Linked DNA regions of Mus musculus: all the other regions are linked to region 3. The links are chromatin contacts, called in public promoter capture Hi-C maps. All regions are on one chromosome and are shown on one strand. The core of a region is the stretch at or near the end of the contact, and the rest is flanking DNA. Distances in the headings are between cores, read along the strand shown. Region 1 holds the start of Hells (helicase, lymphoid specific). Region 2 holds the start of Rbp4 (retinol binding protein 4, plasma). Region 3 holds the start of Blnk (B cell linker).

What was found. Promoter capture Hi-C pulls out the DNA fragments that hold promoters and counts their contacts.
Region 1: a promoter capture Hi-C map of embryonic stem cells shows a contact between it and region 3, with 2.9 times the contacts expected there. A contact is called at or near these places in 1 of 39 promoter capture datasets (embryonic stem cells) and 1 of 130 datasets of targeted methods (large pre-B cells).
Region 2: a promoter capture Hi-C map of liver shows a contact between it and region 3, with 4 times the contacts expected there. A contact is called at or near these places in 2 of 39 promoter capture datasets (cranial neural crest and liver).

What each region holds. Positions count from the first base shown.
Region 1 is chr19:38,929,358-38,932,261 of GRCm38.p6, reverse strand. It overlaps Hells (helicase, lymphoid specific), which reads right to left and starts at 1,272. Exons shown (of 22, transcript NM_008234.3): 1 at 1,187-1,272; 2 at 750-871. The coding sequence starts at 854.
Region 2 is chr19:38,123,255-38,126,208 of GRCm38.p6, reverse strand. Rbp4 (retinol binding protein 4, plasma) reads left to right here and starts at 1,398. Exons shown (of 6, transcript NM_011255.3): 1 at 1,398-1,451; 2 at 1,562-1,690; 3 at 1,777-1,913; 4 at 2,074-2,180. The coding sequence starts at 1,580. It overlaps Gm32440 (a long non-coding RNA gene), which reads left to right. Exons shown (of 4, transcript XR_877843.2): 4 at 1-455.
Region 3 is chr19:40,992,551-40,995,663 of GRCm38.p6, reverse strand. Blnk (B cell linker) reads left to right here and starts at 1,443. Exons shown (of 17, transcript NM_008528.5): 1 at 1,443-1,652. The coding sequence starts at 1,606.

The sequences.
Region 1 (2,904 bases), core at 23-2,522, 2.1 Mb after region 3:
CGTTTTAAAAGATTCTGTTTTTTAAAGAAATGTACAAATACTGTAACTTACCATGAAAACATACACCTCAATTTTAGCTAAAGAACCTTACTTGTAGAAAACTAAAACAAATTGATTACTTAGGCAGCAAACAGTAATAAATTGCTAAGAAATCCTTAGGAGAAGGGAATGATATGCACACTCCAGTAATCCCAGCCAGCACTGGGAAGCTAGGCAGGGGGACCCTAGGATATGAAGGCCAGCATAATACTGTCTCAAAAACAAACCCAACAGAAAAATAGAGGGGAAGGGAATTATCAGTAGACCCGGCTTACAGCCCAACCGTTGATTAATGTCAACGTCTACCACCTCTGTCTACTAATACATACATTATGACTCGGGGCATTAAAGATTAATAATGTTGGCCATTAGGCATACAGTGAGAGAACATATTTTAAAAGCCAATAAAGATGGCAAAAGCAAGCAAACACTTACCAGTGACTCTTGACTGAATCTTAGTAGTCAAAAAAGCAATCTGAAACGTCCACTCAAAGATAAGTTGCAACCTACCCCGCCCAGACCACACTTCAGAAACCTATCTATCATTCAAAGCCCACGCCAAGATTTCCACTTTACAAGTACGGAGAAGCCAAGTGGCCAGGGCTGCTTGGAAGTTCAAGGAGAAGCAAGTGGGGGAGGCAGGCGGGGAGGCAGGCCGGGGGTGGGGGTGGGGAGCCGGGGAGAACCGCCGGCCGTGGACTTTACATTACCTCTTCTAACATCTTCCGCTCTTTCTCAAGTCCCGCAGCCTCGAGCTGTTCCTCCTCCTCCAGCATGGCTGGAGTAATCACCGCAGGCTCCGTTTGTTCGGCCATCTCTGGAGCCAAGGACCCTAAGGGAGCACGGCGGGGGCTTTCAGAACGGGATTCAAGTTACAACCCCCGAGTTCCAACTTCGGGAAGCCACGGCCTTCCCCCTCCCTGGCCGTCTGCATCGCCGGCCAAAGCCACGGACAGCGTCTGGGTGGCAAAGCCGGTCGGCCGGGACCCAGCTCGTGAGGAGACCTGTAAGGGAGACGTGGGGGAACGCTTCCGTGCCACCAAGCAGACCAGGTCGCCGCCGGCGGCTCCTCACGCCTTTTCCCCTCCTCAGCCCGGACCCCGGCGAGCTCCCTCCCCGGGGTGCAGCCTTCACGCCGCCGGCTCACCGCTGCTGCTCGCGGGCGGCTCCGCAGGCACGGCTGGACACCGGCCGGGGACCCAGTCGCCTCAAACGCCGCGAGCTAAATCCTCACACCCCGCCGGCTCGCTCGCCCCGCGGCGCAAGAAATTCGCGCGCTTCTCTTTCGCGGGAAAACCCGGTGGTCTCGCGAGACTTCGGGCTCCCCGCCCGCTGCAGACCTCGGCTCACGAGATTTGGACGCGCTTGGCTTTGCTTTCCGCCTCTCCCCAGGAGGGATGCGTTAAGCCTTTACCTGGACCCAGGCAAAGGGGGTGTAGCTAGCTCCAGCCTTGAATGTCGCCCGTGGTCACAGAGGCGCCGCAGACCGTAGTGGCCCCGATCGCCCCTTTCTTATTTAATGATGGTCCCGAGTTGTTCGGCGGGTGCAAGACCTCTTCACACACTGGATTGTTTGAACGCCCCCAATACCTGTCCTTTCGGTAGGTGAAGGTCGATGTTAGGGTGTCAAAAACGGCCAAGCTCGCTGGACCCTGACCAGTTGTAGTTCGCGGTTTTTCGTAAACTTCCTTTCCAAATAACTCTGAGGAGTGGTTTGTGAGTAAGAAGAAAGATGAGAAATTAAGATTATAGCTAGTTCAGGGGGGAAAAAGTATTTAGGATAAAATAGCGAGTGATAAACTGACTGAGAGGAACGGAGGAGAGAACAAGGTCTGTAGGTGTAGCGGAGTTGGTGTAATGCCTGCCCACAGGGAAAGGCTCCCTTGTCATCTCGCGCAGTGGAGGTCCAGGCACAGGATTAGGACTTTTGGAAGGTCAGTGATCCTTGGTTTACAGACACCCTGGAGCCCTGGAGTACATGAATCTTTAAAAAAAAAAAAAAATTTTTTTTTTTTCAGAAAACAAATAGACCGCTAATAAGAGTGGGTGCTGAAGGGTTTTTCTCGTGGCCGTTTTGCTTAGGTTTCAATTCCTTTTCTGCAATGCTTTACGCACGGAGAAGAAAAGTCCTGCAAATTGTCCGTTAATCTCTATGAGTACCAAGTCGCATTTGTAAGCCTACCCACACACCTCTAAATATGCACACTAAATAAAAATGTAAAGAAAAATTTAAGAGAAAAAGACATGGCTTTACCATAACCACCTTCGGGGGGATCCTCTATTTTAAAAAATAAGATTTTATTTGCGACAGGGTCTCACTATGCTGCGCTCCTCCCCCCCTGGTCTAGAACTTGCTATGTAGATTATGCCACCCTTGAACTCATAGAGCCCCACCTGCCTCTGCCTCCCACGTGCCAATGTATGCAACCATGCCTTGATGGTCGGCTTCCCTTCTAGGTCTTTAGGAAGAGCAGGTTGATTTGTCCAGAACAAGAGTTGGAGCACAGTGCAAATTCATTTGGTTCTCACAGAACAGACATCTGCTACATTGCTACATTAATTTCCTGACTCATCTTGGCTGCTGTGTAGACTAAATACTAGCAATGGCTAAGAAAAGCACCAGCTCTCTGCTTTCAAGGCCTCTGTGTAAATGCCTCCAGAACAACAGAAAATATACAGCAATGAACCAGAACTTCTAAATCCTTATGCATAGGTCTCTTAAACTCCAGAACCGGAAACAGAATAGAGTAATGGGAGAACTGGCAGATCTTTAAGACTAGGTAATTGGATACCTGGGGGTTGAGGAAAATGACAAGCAAAGAAATGTCAAAAAGCCAATCAGCCCAGGGTAAGAGTAACCTAGGC
Region 2 (2,954 bases), core at 149-2,648, 2.9 Mb after region 3:
CTAGTTGTAGAGTCCTATGGAAATAAAACATGGTCTCTGGTGCCACAGAGACTACAAGGAGCACAATGGGTGCAGGGGTGGAGAGAGAACCAGGCAGGTGAATGTCCAAAAGCTCACAGGAAGCTGAAGGAGGCCGCAGGTATCTCTGCAAGGTTGCCAGGCATGGCTAAGGTGCTTGTTGAAAGAAATGGCAACTTAGTTCTTTCTGTGGCGTCTCTGTCTCTCCTCCTTTCCCCATCTCCTCTTATATAGCTATGGCAGAGTGGTCAATGTACTCTCATATGCTCAGACTTTGGGCAATGGAGACACAAATACTTTCTCGTCAAAAAAAATTTTTTTTTTTCCCACTAAATCTCATTTGGTCGAAATCTTCCTCCTTTTAACTGCTAGGTTCAGTTTGACAGATCGCAAACTCCAAATACAGAGGGAAATGTAGAGTTATATCGTGCCATAGGCAAAAAAAAAAAAAAAAAAAAAAAAAAAAAAAAAAAAAAAAAAAAAAAATCAACCCTTCAACAGCTTTTTTTGGCTACTACCATTAAGGTTATGGAATTCTTTCCCTCTCCTTTTTCTCTTCCTGAGCCAGTTTTCCTCGCTGTTCTGGAAATAAATAAATCCTAATATGGCTTAGAAATAAAAATGCATGGTAAACACTTGGCAATTATGTTTTTCAGTGTGGTTTCAGGGGAGTGTGGCAAGAGAAGTGGACGATCAACCACTCGGCCATTGGCGCTGAGAAAATATTTCCTGTCCTGACCAGGTTGCGTTTCTAGAGAATATTTAACAGGGAGCGGTTTAGTCCTTCTAAAGATGATGAAATGAAAGAATAAATATTGACCCAAACAGCACCACAACTCATCAAAGAGTAAAATATGCCCTTTCTCAAAGGGGGAAAAAAAAACAGCCAAAATATGCCAAAAAGCTTCTCACAACAGCTCCTCAGTAGAAGCAGGGGCCACTTGGGAAAGCCAGGGCCTGGACGCTAATGTTCCAGGCTACATCATAGGTCCCTTTTCGCTCAGTGAGGCCACCATCACCACACCATGGCCACGTAGGCCTCCAGCCAGGGCAACAGGACCTGGAGGCCACCCAAGACTGCAGCTGGCTGCCGCTGGGTCCCCGGGCCAGCTCTTGGCCCCGATGGATCCTCTGGGCTGGAGAGTTTGGCTCCACCGAGACCACCCTGAGCGGAGCTCGGAGCATAGGCGACGTGGGACGGCAAGGCTGACGGAGGGGCCCCGCGTGCGTTCAGGAGTGAGTCAGGGAGCGTTATGCAAGCTCGGCCGCCCCCCCCCCTCCCGCCCCCGGCACCTCCCCGCGGTCTTTCACCCCGCGCGGTTACGAAAGCGCGACCCCCTCCCCCCGGAGCTATAAAGGACCGACGGCCGCTCGGCTCCGTCGCTCCACGCGCGCGCGAACGCGGCGGCCAGGCTTGCACGCGGCTCCTGCTGGTGAGCCGCCGCGCGCTCCCCCGGGGACCTGCAGGGCGGGGTGGGGCGGGAGGGGGCGACGGGCGGCCTCGGTCCTCCGGCCCCGCGTTTACCCTGCGCCTGTCCCGCAGGGCAGACTCCGGGGTGAGATGGAGTGGGTGTGGGCGCTCGTGCTGCTGGCGGCTCTGGGAGGCGGCAGCGCCGAGCGCGACTGCAGGGTGAGCAGCTTCCGAGTCAAGGAGAACTTCGACAAGGCTCGTGTAGGTATCAGCCCGGGTTCCCCGATTCCTGCGGGTCAGAGGTGGAGCCCAGACTCCAGTCCCTAGCTCTCTCATCTCTTTCTCAGTTCTCTGGGCTCTGGTATGCCATCGCCAAAAAGGACCCCGAGGGTCTCTTTTTGCAAGACAACATCATCGCTGAGTTTTCTGTGGACGAGAAGGGTCATATGAGCGCCACAGCCAAGGGACGAGTCCGTCTTCTGAGGTCAGTGGCCTCTGGTGGGCTGTGTGCGGCGTTCCAAAGTGCCTCCCACCTTGCCTTTGGCTCCCTGGGAGCCCAACCCTCACTGGGATGGGAAAAGAGTACCTTGGATGAGGTAGAAGCCCTTTCCTGGCTTGGCTCAGGATTCTCTTGGCTTTTGCAGCAACTGGGAAGTGTGTGCAGACATGGTGGGCACTTTCACAGACACTGAAGATCCTGCCAAGTTCAAGATGAAGTACTGGGGTGTAGCCTCCTTTCTCCAGCGAGGAAGTGAGTAGTGGGGCATACATGGCCAAATCACTGCGTTTCTGTTCAGCGGCACCGTTGGGAAGGGCTTCGAGAGGCAGAACCCTCAGCCCTGTCTGAATTTAGGGGATGTGGGATTAGAAGCGACTGGATTCTCAGCCTAAAATACCTAATCCAAGTTCGGAAGGGCCTTTGGGCTTATCGGGTACCATTTCCCTGATCATCCACTGTGACTTACTTCACGCTGTCTCACACATTACCACTCCACTCTGTCTCTTGGAGTGGAATCTCTGAGACAGTAGGACAATCTGGAACATCGGCAGAGCTAGAGACCGATATCCAAGAGGAGGGAACTATGTGTCTGAGCTGGGTCACAGCCCAGGCCCCTCCCGGTGGACTCCCAGCCAGGCAGTGTTCTGGAAGCAATAGTCTCCTTTCCTTAAATACTCATATGCAAGGCAGGATTTTGAGAACTCCCAACAAAGTTCCCTAAAGTTTGGGATTCTTCTCAGGACACACAATTGACATGTTCTTTGACTCCCCCAGCCCATTTCACTTAAATTATAGATCCGAAAGCTACTTGATAACTAAGGAATAATTTAGGGTGGGAAGAAGTATTGTGAGATCTCAGAAAGAAGGAACTAATCTCAGCCCTAAGGCAATGGCTCTAGACCTGCGTTCTGAGACCCTTGGGGGTCAAATGACCTTTTCACGGGAGCCAGCTCAAGCTGTCTAAAAACACAGACGTTTACTTACATTATGATTCATAGCAGTAGCAAAAATTACAGTTATGAAGTA
Region 3 (3,113 bases), core at 194-2,693:
AAAGGCTATTATCACCCCCCTGGCCAGACTCTCCTGACCCTTGATGACATCATATATGGTTTTTATGTTCCTTTCTGCTAAGAGCTGTGGGAAGGGCGGGGCAGGGAACTAGATCTCCTTCAGGATACATTGCAAGAAAACCGTGCAGGCAGATTAGAGAAAGGCAACAGTTACGGGAAGCAAGTGTCTGCATTTCTCTCCTGATGCCCTACTCTTCTGCAAAGGGACCTCACCCTTCAACCACTCTGAGGCATCAGCTCTCGGACATCCTGAAGAATGGCAAATTCAGATATAGTGCATGAACGTGAACAGTCAAGGAACCAGGAGGACCGAAGAGCTCCTCTTTGAACAAAGAACCTGGGGGTGGGGGTGGGCAGGGGCGGGAAGAAATCCGGGTTTGCTCTCTGTCTCTTCTCCTCCCTTCTCTGGCCTGGTCCTCCTTCCCACTCTCTCCTCAGCCAGGCCCTTGAAGCTATAACAGGAGAGATAACTGAAATCCCTCCACTCTGTCTCCCTCCAACCCCCCGTGCATTCTTTAGACCCAGGTCGATGGTCCTTTGATAATGTTCAGAACGTAATCTCCTTTCACAAAGGTGACTAGGATGTGCCAGGTGAGTGGGGGTGGGGGTGTTCAGGTCCAAGGGGAAGAAAGAACACGCCCTCTCATTTTTTTGTTTTTTGTGTTTTGTTGTCTCGAGGAGTATAGCAGAACTGTCTAGATGGGGTCAGAGGCAGGTGTGGGATTTCACTGTGCTTGGGATACCCCTACACCTGACATGTCGCACTGGGTGTGATGAGAGGGGAAGACATGGAGGGGAGTTAGGAGGCATCCGCCTGATGTCATGTGTTGGGAAATCACTAGGCTTGTCCTCAGCTGACTTTTGAGTGTATCCTGTCTTTATTTGAAAATGGCAAGCTTTCAGCAAGGCAACTCCTGACTCCACACAGCATACGATAGGGTCGCCTTTCCCCACCCCTAAGTGACCTTGACCTTGCACAAAGAATTACCTATCACATTTTAAATGACCACTGCTGTGACCTCGGTGACAAGAACTGTCCATTTCATGTCTTAGTTCTTAAGAAGAAGAGGCTAACCCATGGCTTAATGCAAATGAGCAGAAAGCCCCCAAAGAGCCATCCAGATATAATTGATTATTCAGCTTTTCCTTGTACCTAAGAAGTGGCAGGGTGACTCTGGCCATCTGCTAAAAACAGGGACTACCTAAGGTTTGGGACAAACAGGAAGTAGTGCTCAGTCAGAAACTTATCCAACCTGGCAACACACCTGATCATAAAAGAGCTACTGGAAGGGATTTGCATGCCCAATAAGGTTTCACTACCGAAGTTTACACAACGCACAGTAATCAGCCAGGCTGGCTGACTCCCTGGATCACATGACCTCGTAGAAACATGAAACTTGGCGATGCGCTCCAGCGAGTTTTACTTCCCCTGTGCAGGGGTGTTTGCCAGCAGCCTGTGGGTTGCTCGCAGAAGTCAGTTCCAGTGGCTTGAGTTCTTGAGGCCAGAGCCTTACCATGCTGCTCCCCAGGAAGTCCAGGAGCTGCTGACACCCCCCTGGACAGCGACACATCCTCTCTCAAGAAAATGGACAAGCTGAATAAGATAACTGTCCCTGCCAGCCAGAAGCTGAGGTAAGAGATTCCCTTCGGAGCCTTATTCCTCTTCTTTGCCCTCTAGGGCTCCTCCAGCGCTCAGAGGCACCAAAACCTTGGGATACTTGACCAGTGCCAATCGGTTAGCAATGGCTATAGGGAAGTAGATCAGCTTTTTAAAGAAACGTGTAGGAGGAGTGAAGGAACCTGCTTTGGCTGGTTTTTGCCAGGGATGGGACAAAGAGTGAAGCTCTGGGAAGGCAAGAAGATAGAAAATTTGATGGCCCACATGCTAGCAACAGCCAGCTTTCTGAGTCTGAGGAGGGGCTCATCCATGGTGTGAAGAGCGTTTGTAGTCACTGTCGCTTACTGACTCTTGTTTGTTTTGTGGGTGTTCACCCTAAGTTTATTGGGGGAACTACGCGTCTCTCCAGTACCCTCATGACTATCTATTTTAGAATGTCAGATGGCTCACTGGATAAAGTGCTGAATGTGCAGGTCTGATGATCTAAGTTCCATGCCCACAACCCAGATAAAAAACGGAAAGAGAAGCAACTCCACAAAGCTGTCCTTGGACTCCACAGTCACTGCCAGCCTGGCACATGCATGCCCTGACACATCATGCCCACACACATTTCACACACACATACACACACACATACTGATAATAACAATAACCATTTTAAAAAACAGCTTTGGCAATTTAAAGAAATATATACTAAGAAAGAATAAGCCAGCAGTGGCCTAAGGCATACATACGTCAAGAGACCATGCAAAGATGACTTCCCAGTTTTTGAGTTTGAAGAGCATTGTCTTCTGAAGTGGGGCTGATGACTCTCAGAGGCTGGAACTTTCAAACGTTTAAGGGTGTGTTATATTCCATGTGCAGGCTAGAACTTTGGACTTTCATGAGGTCATACTTAAGGGATGGAGCACTGGAGAGTCTGAGACAAATGACAAGAAAAGACATGGAGTTGATAGAAGGACAGTCTTTCACGGTGGCACATGGGTCTTCTCACTCTGAGGGGTTTGGTAAGAGGCAGACTGAGAGGTACTAAGGGGTCCAGACCAGCGGGCAGCATCAGCTGGTCAGCCATTTTATAGAGGATACCCAGGAGAGCCACAGAGCCTTTAACATGGAAGTTAGAAGGTCCCACAGGCACCCTCCATCTTCTGCTGTGCATCTCACGGAAGGGAAGGGTAGAGCAGACATCGTAGAAATAATAAGGGGGCCACGAAGTGGAGAAGAGGATTGGAGTAGCAGAGACATCTTCATGAAGATGATGCTTCAAGAATTAAGCCTCTGAGAGGCAGCTGAGAAAACAGATGGAGAGCTGAGGGAAACAGGTTACATGCTGAGGGGGCTGTAACCTCACACGTACAGGCTGATGCGAGTGCAGTCTCAAATGTGGGCTGGTGAGAAAAGTCCTGCCTAGCAGAGGCCACAGAGTGGAACGTATGGGGTGAGAGGGCCCTGGGAAATTGGTCCTGTCTAATGGG